Regions from separate parts of the Columba livia genome. Here all the other regions are linked to region 3. Evidence: chromatin contacts called from public Hi-C data. All regions are on one chromosome and are shown on one strand. The core of a region is the stretch at or near the end of the contact, and the rest is flanking DNA. Distances in the headings are between cores, read along the strand shown.

Evidence for each region. Hi-C and Micro-C count contacts between places; a contact is called where the count stands out from the background.
Region 1: a contact with region 3 is called in a Hi-C map of crop, with 2.0 times the contacts expected there. The contact joins two enhancer-like sites. A contact is called at or near these places in 2 of 2 Hi-C or Micro-C datasets (crop and liver).
Region 2: a Hi-C map of liver shows a contact between it and region 3, with 2.0 times the contacts expected there. The contact joins two enhancer-like sites. A contact is called at or near these places in 2 of 2 Hi-C or Micro-C datasets (crop and liver).

The regions. Positions count from the first base shown.
Region 1 is chr5:36,937,339-36,940,741 of bColLiv1.pat.W.v2, reverse strand. No RefSeq gene overlaps it. Among named protein-coding and RNA genes, the nearest start is that of ZFP36L1, 25 kb to the right of the region's middle. Within about 2 kb of position 1,466, at least 3 of the 3 cell types and tissues checked have an H3K27ac peak away from gene starts, as active enhancers do.
Region 2 is chr5:36,602,225-36,605,442 of bColLiv1.pat.W.v2, reverse strand. All of the region lies in intron 9 of RAD51B (RAD51 paralog B), which reads right to left. Among named protein-coding and RNA genes, the nearest start is that of RAD51B, 190 kb to the right of the region's middle. Within about 2 kb of position 1,827, at least 2 of the 3 cell types and tissues checked have an H3K27ac peak away from gene starts, as active enhancers do.
Region 3 is chr5:36,769,757-36,773,060 of bColLiv1.pat.W.v2, reverse strand. All of the region lies in intron 13 of RAD51B (RAD51 paralog B), which reads right to left. It overlaps LOC135579575 (a long non-coding RNA gene), which reads left to right. Exons shown (of 3, transcript XR_010472958.1): 1 at 1-2,139. Among named protein-coding and RNA genes, the nearest start is that of ZFP36L1, 140 kb to the left of the region's middle. Within about 2 kb of position 1,535, at least 2 of the 3 cell types and tissues checked have an H3K27ac peak away from gene starts, as active enhancers do.

The DNA of each region.
Region 1 (3,403 bases), core at 217-2,716, 170 kb before region 3:
TGTGGCGTTATGTAGCAGCCAGGACTACCTTGGACTTGGGTCTAAAGCTGCCCCACACGCTTCTTCACCATGACTGTGCAGTTTCCTAACAGTGGGGTTTGCTCAGTATTTAGGCAATTAGATTTCAGGGTACCAGAGCACCAGCTGCGATGCTGTGCCTGAGGGAAGCTTTAGCACACCTTATTATCAGATCATGTGAAGGTTGTGAAGAATCATAGAATCAAAGTCCTGAGTTTGAAGGGACCCACAAGGATCATTGAGTTCAGCTCCTGTCCCTGCATATGACAACCCCACAGTTCACACCATGTGTCTGAGGACGTTGTACCAACAACGTGTGACATGTTGTACCAACAACTGTACCAACAATTCTTGATATATTCACCACTATGCAAACCTCACCAGTAGCATCCAGACAAAGGACTCAATTGCAGTGACCAAGAAGAAACAGTAAAGGCATCTGCACAAATTATCTGTCCTTGAGAGGAAAAACACATCGCTGTTATCGCTAGTCATTTATTCCTTCAGAAGGAACTGCTAAGCCAGCTTCAAACAATATTAAAAATAGCAGTGTTTAAGGGCAAATAGATCACTTGAAGTATAAATAAGTATTAAAATGACCAAACAGAAGACAGACATTCTTTCAAACTAACCCCATTGTGGAACACTCCAACATCAGAAAAAAAAAACACAACAAGCAAACAAGACATTAAGGCAACTGAAATACAATCCTAGTAACAGACCAGTCTGCTACCACTCTGCAATAACCTCTGGTAATAGTTGTCTCTTGGCATTTAAATAACAAATTTAAGGCTTTGGAAATGAATGGAAACATAACTTGTTGGTACGTATTTCAACAGCCACTGTATTAAACAGGTGAGAGGTTTGACATATTAGTGGATGGACCAGTCAGAGGTGCGTGACTGGACTGAATGCAGGGGGGACAGCCAAGTATGAAAAATGCAATTTATTCCCTAGCACGGGCTTTTATAAGATGGCAAACATTTCATTACATCCTACCAGCACAAATAATGCTATTTGAGGAAAGAGAACCTTGTAGATATACACAAATATTATTTTGTCATTTAGAAATTTCATATTTATGTTAACAGATTTTATCTGGCACCAAAAATGGGAGAGAAAGCAGGTATCTATTGTGATCTACAAATTGCAGCCTTTGGCATTTGACAGCCTGGAAAATTAAAAAAGCACACAGACACACACACAGAGGTACTGGACCACACAAATACCTCTAGAAACCTTGTGACAAAGACCAGAACGGTTTGCAGGATGGCAGCAGGCTGTGCTTCCAAAGAGCATCCAGCCCTTCAGAGCTCTTGCCAAGGGCCAGCGCACCGTGACCACGGCCAAAGGCCTCACCTCTGCTGCCGTGGGGGGCCCGGGCCGGGTCCCTCCGGGGCTGCCCCGGGCCTTGTCCCTCAGCGACTGCCCCGGGCCGAGTCCCCCAGGGGCTGCCCGGCTCCCTCAGGGGCTGCCCCGGCCCCTCCGTTCCCGCCGTCCGCGGCGGCGGGCGGGGCCCCACCAGGTGGCGCTGTGACACCGCCGCACGGCTGCGCCCGCGCTGCCACAAGCAGGCAAAATCCGTCTCAACAGAGCCCTGGTGACCCAAACCGTGGCCTTTGTGGAAAAAAAAACCACACACGCACACAAAACCATAACAGCACCCCTGACTAGAGCACTGGAAACTCTGCCTTCCTCCCCTCGTGTGGTTTCCTGCACGCTCACCTGTCGGGGAGCGGAAGGAAGAGGTAGGGGAGCAGGGAGGGTGCCTCAAAAATCAACCAAGGAGCTGAGCCTTGTGCAGCTCTCTCAAAGGACCTGCTGGAAGCCAAGTCTGTGTGTTCTGTTGTTCTGTGTCCCACCCGTCTCTCTGACTCTCCATCACTTCCTCAAGCCCTTGGAAGTCCCTCTGTCATGATGGCTACTGTGAGGACTGACCTGAAGGGCTGCTGACCTGTTTCTCCAGCCCAGCTGCAGCCCTGGGGTAGCTTCCCAAATCCACACAACAGCTTCTGAAGGACAGAGGCACAGCTTCACCAAGGACCCAAGTTGCCCACCTTTGTGACTGCTGGCAGGGCAAGTGCAGGAGACAGAGAAATTGAACTGAGATCCAGATACTAAATTGCAACGGTAAAAACCACAAACCAACAACTCAGGAAACCTGCACAGGCTAGTCTTAAGAGGAGAGTGGTTAGCAAGGCTTAGAAGTAGCAAGAGCTTACCAATGTTTCTCTTCTGCGCTAGACTGAGAAACGTAAAATTGTCTACTGAGGAACCAGCCACCCCAGCATCCTTATCCTCCCCGCCCCCCCACCCCATGTACCCACAGCTGCTTCCCAGAACTGGAGCTGCACCCTTCTCCCGCCATGACCCCGTTTCTAGCCAGTGTTAGGTGTACTCTAAATATTGCCTCCCCTCCAAAGGAGTCTGGTGAGAAAGAGGCTTCAGGAAAGAGCTTTTGGCTTGGTCTGGAGAAAATTTCTTCCTGTCTGGGTGTGACTTCTGTGCGGAATGCTTTTCTGCTACGTTTCACCACCCAGTGCCCTGAAGCAGCTGTCTCGTAACAGGGCTGTCATTCCCTGGAGGCTGAGGGCTCTTTCTCCAGGTGTGCCTTGCCCAGAGACCTCTGGCCCTCACCAAGCCACCTCCACAAGGCAGCCTCTCCACACTCCAGTCCTCTGCCAATATCAGGACTCCACAGAGGCAAGCACCCCAAGACAGGATCCACCGCCCCCCATGAAGGTGCCCAGTTCTTCCTCATCACCAGTGGCAGCACTGACAACACTCTTGCTCTTCCTACAGTGCCTTGCTAACACACCTCCATCATCCATGTGCCATCATCCAACATCCACGCAATACCATTGCCTTGCTAGCAACCATCTCCCTGGCCCCAGGGGCAAGAGCCTCTGAACCTCAGACCATGCAGAAAAGTTCCCCTTCACATCCCTTCCTCTGCATCCTGGCTTCACTTGTTTTCCTTTTTATTCCAAGAAGCAGGTTCAGGCCATTTTCAATTCTGAGTTCTCCAAGAATAAGCACCAAAATTCAAAGGCAGTGTTTGGGAATATCATCCCCGCGTATTCAAACAAATACTTCCCACCATTTCATTTACCAAGAAAACACTCCCTTGTGGAAAGCTTTTCTGGTCTTCAGTATCTCTGGAACTTTGAGTGTCTGCTTAGGGCGAGACCGTCACTGGGGCCTTGCCCCACTTCTCATTTGCAACAGACCGCACAGGTAAGGAGAGCAGGGGAAGTGGCTGCTCACAGCAGGGTGGGAGGGAGCTGCTCACACTTCAGAGCCCCTGAGGCTGCCGGCAGGCAGGAAGGGCTGCTCGTGACGCTGGGGTGTGAGGCCAGCCCGCGACGAGGAAACGGCGAGGCCG
Region 2 (3,218 bases), core at 578-3,077, 170 kb after region 3:
ATCCATCTATTTTTGGCAAGTATAAGGAGATTAGAAAAAGATACTCAGCTCTTCTCTAACAAATGCAAACTGCAAAAATTAGGGTGTTTGAAATGTATGAAGTTTATAATGCAAGAATTTTGTGTCAACTCTGCTTCCCTCTTTTTTCTACATGCGAAGCAAAAATACTAATGCCTTGCCAGAGAGTAGGATTTAAAAAGACCTAAAGCATAGACTTCAACCATATGTTAAGGCTGACTGAATTCAAAGTGTGAGTCTTCCTGGATCAGCATTGTAGTCTACTGAAAAGATCTTATCCAGCATATTAAAGTTTCCATTTTAACTTAGATTTCAGCCTTACATCAGGCATTTCATTCAGCTTGGACAGAAGCAGAGTGGACCTGTACTCTGATGAATTTGTATGTATTTCTAGCCAGTTCACCATGATACATTTACACTAATAAAGTGACATTCGTGTGGCAAACTGTCAAGGTGCATTACTCAAAACCACCTTTTGAAATAGAGGTTTTTATACAGCAACGGAAATATTTCTTTTCACTTGAGGCCTGCAAAGGTGGGAGTGGGAGGGTGGTTCTTGGGGCTTTTCATTTGCTAGAACTCAGCTTGGGACAAAATCATAATGCAATGTTCCTTTAGGAAAAGGGCTGATTAACCAAAACCAACACCGTATTTATGCAAACTCAGATAAGGACAATGGAATTTCATACCTCAGAATATGAAGAGTTGCCACAGTCGTCATGGGAGTATTTCCCCACTCACCGCCCCACTGCAAGGACAGGGTGAGACAGGGGAGGAGCTGGTGCCTTATTCGGAGCTAAACACAATGCAAAAGACAGACAGACGGATCTGCTGTAGGAAATCTTATGTTCCTTAGTCTTTGCCATCTGGCAAGTGATCCATGGCTCATGTGAAATGAGTGGGTGGTCATGGTCCAGTTTGTACTAGACATTTTTTTGGGATCACGGAAAAACGAAACAAAACATGGCAATTGGTACCAACCGCTGCTCTTGTTAGCGGCTTTCAACAGGCAAAGGACCAAACAAAACTGAAGACTAAAGCTTCCCCTCCTACAGAACTGGTCACAAGTTCAGAAAGAAATAAACCATGTATATGAGAGGGAAAGTTTGCAATGCCTCTGGCTCTGTCATTCTGTTTGGGATAAAGAAAGCAAAGATTTCAGCCCTTAGGACAACAAGTGACTTTACCTTCCCCGTTCTGATAATTCATCCTTCTATGAATATCAACTTGAAGCTATGAAAGGCACATGAAGTTTACAGCACTGATCTCTTTTTCCGGGTACATCTGATCCTAAAGTCTTAATCTGACATTATAGGAGGTTACTATGTGGGAAAAAAAAAAAATCAAAATTAGTCTCAACAAAGAGATGGATAAACAACTAAATGCAGGACACAAGCTGGGGCATTGTTGCCAGCCTTAAATTTCTTTTATTAACAGCTGTGGAAAGTGAAAGCTCTTTTATAAAACTTTATTTATAGATGAATAACAATGCTTAACAGCAGGTTCTCCACATTATGGAATTATGTTTCAAAGGTTATCCTGCTGAAAAAGAGCCAAATACTACAGCACTTACATTGTTTCAAATTTAATACAATGCAGACTTTTCAAGCACAAATAACTTTAAAGGAAACCATATGGTAACGGCAGACTTGCTTTTCCTTAACAACCTGGAATGCTTTCGTTCTGAGCTTCAAGTTAAAAAGGGTTCAGGACTAGATACGTACAACATTCCTTTCATTTCAAAGAAGAACACTCATTTAGCATCTGGTGATAGTGTGAAACGGCACCATTAGCTAATTTTAATTCAATACAGCAACTCACTGAGCAACTCCAAATCATTCTTCGGCCATGACTGAGCAACAAAAGCAAACCCTAACTCCTGTTTGCTCAAACAGCATCAAAGCAGCTACAAAAAGGCAAGCTAGATTGTACTCTGTTTCCAGCATCAGTGAACAAATATTGACATAATATTTATTTTATTTTAAAGCTTATAATTTTGAAATAAAGGATTTAAACAAATAATCTTTTGAGGTCTCGACAGCTTTCCTTTCACAAACCAAAACTTATGTGGGAGCACTGTCTGAGTATCCAGACACAAATGCTAATCTGACTAAATCTATAAGATAAGGAAAATAAAATTATTTTTTCCATAACCTCTTTAACATTTTAATCTCAGACATTATTTGTAACGACTGTGGAATAAACATTTACAGACCAAAGTTAGAGTTTGGTTTATGGTCCCCCTCCACTTCTCCAGCTTTCTGGGATACACCTGGCTTCTCAGGATCCCAGGGGGAGCTTGTAATACCAGTGGAAAAAAAAGGGCATTCACAGACTTGCTGACTACACATATTTGACACAGAAGGTCACGCATAGGGGGGATCGTGATTTTTTTTCATGATTGCTTTTCAGTATATAACCGCACATTTAAAATCTTCACAGTCAACGTGTACTGCAGAATTCTAGATGTAATAAGAACGAAAAGTTACTAGCACAGCGGAATGGTTAAATCTACACAGAAATGTAATGTACAAATACACACAACTATTCACTAAAGAAAACTTAGCAAAGGCAAGGATGCGTTAAGGTAAAATTATTGTGGTTTGCTTAGCTATGCTTTCTTTTGTTTTGGCAGAGCAGTATAAAGTCCTGAATCAACAGGAAACCTCTTTCATCCATCTGATGATACGTATCAATGATGAAGCCTTTCAGAGGACATTCCGTATTTCTCAGTGCTTAAAATACATTGACATTTTGACAATAAATATTCTTAACCTATGTTAGTCCAGGAACAGCAGACAACTAGAAGCCCTGGCAAAGCTGGTCAAAACCTGTCTAGGCCTGATCATCAGCAAGAAGACCGCGACTTCCTTTCATTTCCCCCCAAGTCCTTTTTAGAATAGAGCTGCAATGGGGCTGCCACACAAGCAGGCGCGTTGGTGGCAGCTTCACCCCAACGCCAGCAGGGAGGTGTGGGTAGGGGCACAGGGCCCTGGCTTGCTGGGAACACTGGGTGCTTCTGGGGGCTGCTGGTTCGGGTCTGCCTGTGCGCACCGCAGCTCTGCCTGCAGCGGCATTGCAGGTGTACCGTAAACGTACTGATCGTGACATCAAATCTGTTAGAGTCACATATTTCAAAAGCAGTAGTTTTTCCTTTGAAACCATTAATTCTAAAGGAGACACAAAATATATATTGTTAA
Region 3 (3,304 bases), core at 286-2,785:
CCATGTAGGAAAGGCACATGCTGGGTTTTGATTTCAGAATATAGAACATAAAATAATATTTCCAGAGATGCTCCTATTTTGCATTTGTCCATCACTTTTTATTCTAGAAAACATCCAAGAAAAGAAGACCAAGCTAGGCAAACGAATGCCTATATCCATAACTGAAATGGAGCCAGAAGCAGCAGTTGGCCACCCAAGACAGTACTACACAGCAGCTTAGGAAAAAGGTGGAAAAAACATTTCCCTTTATAATGGTCAACAATACCTTGCAGGCATGTCTGTGCAGCCATGGAATGCCTGGAGCCAGGCTTGAAAAACGTGGAACCCTCCAGGAATTTTGCTTGGTCTGACAAAGGACAAGAGGAAGGGCATGTGGTTGATTTGCCCTTACCACTCTCCCTAACACGTCCTGTAACGTGTCCTGCAGGACCAAAATTCTTGCATCAAATAATGGAGCGTTACCTGAATAGTCATCCCACAGTCTGCGCACAGCAGTTGGCTGTATTCCCAAGCATTTAGAAATTGGCCATCCCTATTTAATTGAAACAGCAGGAGAATTTATGGAAGCAAAATTGAATTCCCCTAACTGATAATTGAAAGATTAACTTCTGGAGGGAATGCCTTGAGATTTTTAATGACCACACACGATCAGGACCTTGGTTTAATATCCCATCTATCCATGTAGTACTGACTAAAACAGTGCTGATGGTAGAAAAAAGGAGAAAAGGAACAAAAAGAACATATAGGCCTCTGACATCTGAAATACGGTGTAAAGAGACCACTGCAGCAGACCCACAAAGTCTGGCTGCCCGAAGAATTTGTTATTGATCAAGAATTCATACTGGCATCAGTGAGAAAGAGTCCAGGAAAAACAGAGCTGCTCCATCACGTTTTAAAACAAAACAAAACAAAAAAATCCCACAAAAACCCCCACAGGCTCTTCTTTTCATTAAGCCAAGTGCCAGTGGCTTCTGCAGACCTCAACCAAGATTGTTAATAGTTGAACTTGGACTACCTTTATGGGACCACCATATGAGACTCATATTCACTCTTCACAGTAATTTTAAATTCTGTTTCCAATCCATGCTAACCTCTTACCTCCCCAAAAGCGTTCATGAAAAATACACATTGGCATTAAAGAGAGACTATAGCCCTTCACATCCAATGTGATCCACTGGGGCAGGGGATGGGTGAATCTCCAGTGGTGGTGCAGCAAGGCAGCGCTGCTGCAGGCTCCCAAGCCCAACCTCGAGGCCCAAGGCAACTCAGCAACTTCGAAGTGTTTCTTTTTCATGACAAGGCTAAATGACTTGATTGGATTATTTTGAATTAGACCTTCTTCAATGCTGCCTCTTTGGCAGTTTTAGCAAAGAACTGACCACGGAAATATCCTTTTTTGTTGATATGAAAGGACTTTGCTTTAGGATTGAGGCACACCAGCCAGAGCAATAAGGAGAATATGGAACAAACTGCAAACACCAGTCTTCAAGGCTGTCACACCAACATTAAATTCACTTAAAAAACAGTTGAGAGAGACAGATGGTAAGGTACCAAAGAATGCTGATACTTCTGAGCATGGGAGTGAGACATGGGTCATTTGTAAAAATAGCAGAAACCATGTCTGTAACTTCAGCAACATTCAATTCTTGTATTTAAAAGGGCCCTCCGAGGCTGCAGGTTTCACGCACGTACCCCGGCTTTCAAAGGGAACATGGGAAAATAAGCTCATTGTGTCGGAAGGCCTTGAAAGCGAAAGGAGGCTTGCAGCAGGACGGGAGGAGGGGAAGAGCTGGAGCCCAGCTTGAAAACGCATGGAGAGAAATCGAAAACAAACACATACCTACCCCCAACACGCACAGGCGCACACATGCAAGGCCTAAACTCTGACTGAACTCTGAAATCGGAGACTGAGCTGGTTTGGGAGCCTCTGCTCACTTTTCTCCGTTTTTTTTTTTTTTTTTTTTTTAAAGAAAAAAAGTTTGTTGGTTTGCTTTCAATTACCTCCTCCTCTATAAGGAGGAAAAGAAAATCAGCGAAGCTGTGTGTTATGTGCATGCACATGTGCATATGTGTGTGTCTCCCAGACAGCTGGGGAAGAGTGAGCTGTCAAAAGCCCAGTCCAGCCTCTTCTTGTTCCTGGTGAGGATTTTATAAATATTTGGGAGCTTGCATGGGATGGGGCGGGGGGGGCTGCAGGAGGGAGGCTAGATAACTTTTGGGCCCACACAGCACAGAAGTATTGAAAGCCTGCTTTTCATTAGCATTGCCTAGCAACCAACTCATCTGCTGCAAATCTCATCACGCCCCAGCAAAGCATCCACGGCATGCTAATCTTTTCATTTAATAGAAAAGCTGCTGTAATCTTTCTTCCTTTTCCTTTCTAAAAGTGCAGACAATAATAATAATAATGATAAAAAAAGAATCCGGCCCTGCTCCTCCCGCTGCCCTGCACCCCCCCTTCACTGCTCGCGTTGATCCAACACTTTGCCGAGTTCCCATGGATGACCTACATGCGTGTGTTCTGGCTGATAAGTCCCAGCTGCAGAGACAAGCTTGGGTCGGTTTTTGCTTTTTGTGTTGTGCGTGCTGGGAAGGCAGGGAGGCGAGGGGGAGGATTTTTCTGGCTGTTTGCTGAGAGAGGAAGGAGGCAGGCAGGGCTACAGCGCCCAGGGTCCGAATGGCTTAAATGGAATCTCTGGCTTCAGATACTGTAACTGAAGCCTCCCCAGCAGACTGGAGAGAACTGGTTTGTTCTGGTGCGTGCGCGTTTCTGTGTGCGTGTGAGAGTCCGAGCCCTCGCTCTGTCTGCAGGAGAAGAACGAGTCTTGCTCTGTCGCTGATGAATTCCATGTCCAGCCAGCTGCAAAACCAGCCGTGCTCTGGAATCTCCCTGGGCTTTGCCCATCCTTTCACTCTGAAAATATCACGCCTAAGGGTAGGGGAAGTGGTTAGGATAAAATAAGACTTGACCTGAGCATCTGCCCAGAATCGAAACCAAACGTCTATCTCTCTGGATTTTTGGCTTTTGATAAAGCTCAGATAATTTCTCTTGCCACCTGCCCATCTTCAAGCATGTCTGGTCTTTACGGTTCCACACGGAAACACTAATCTATCATGAAACAGGCCATGCATACACTTTCTGAGTTGATGAGAAGCAGGAACCTGAAAACCTGCAGAAAAGCACATTTCCAGATACTCAGCCCTGTTTTTACAGATACACATCCCAATGAGCAAGGTCTGCCCCATCTCTTTCCTGAGCCTCCTTCCCCTCTTTCTAGTCTCTGTATTTGTTCTACCTTTTTCA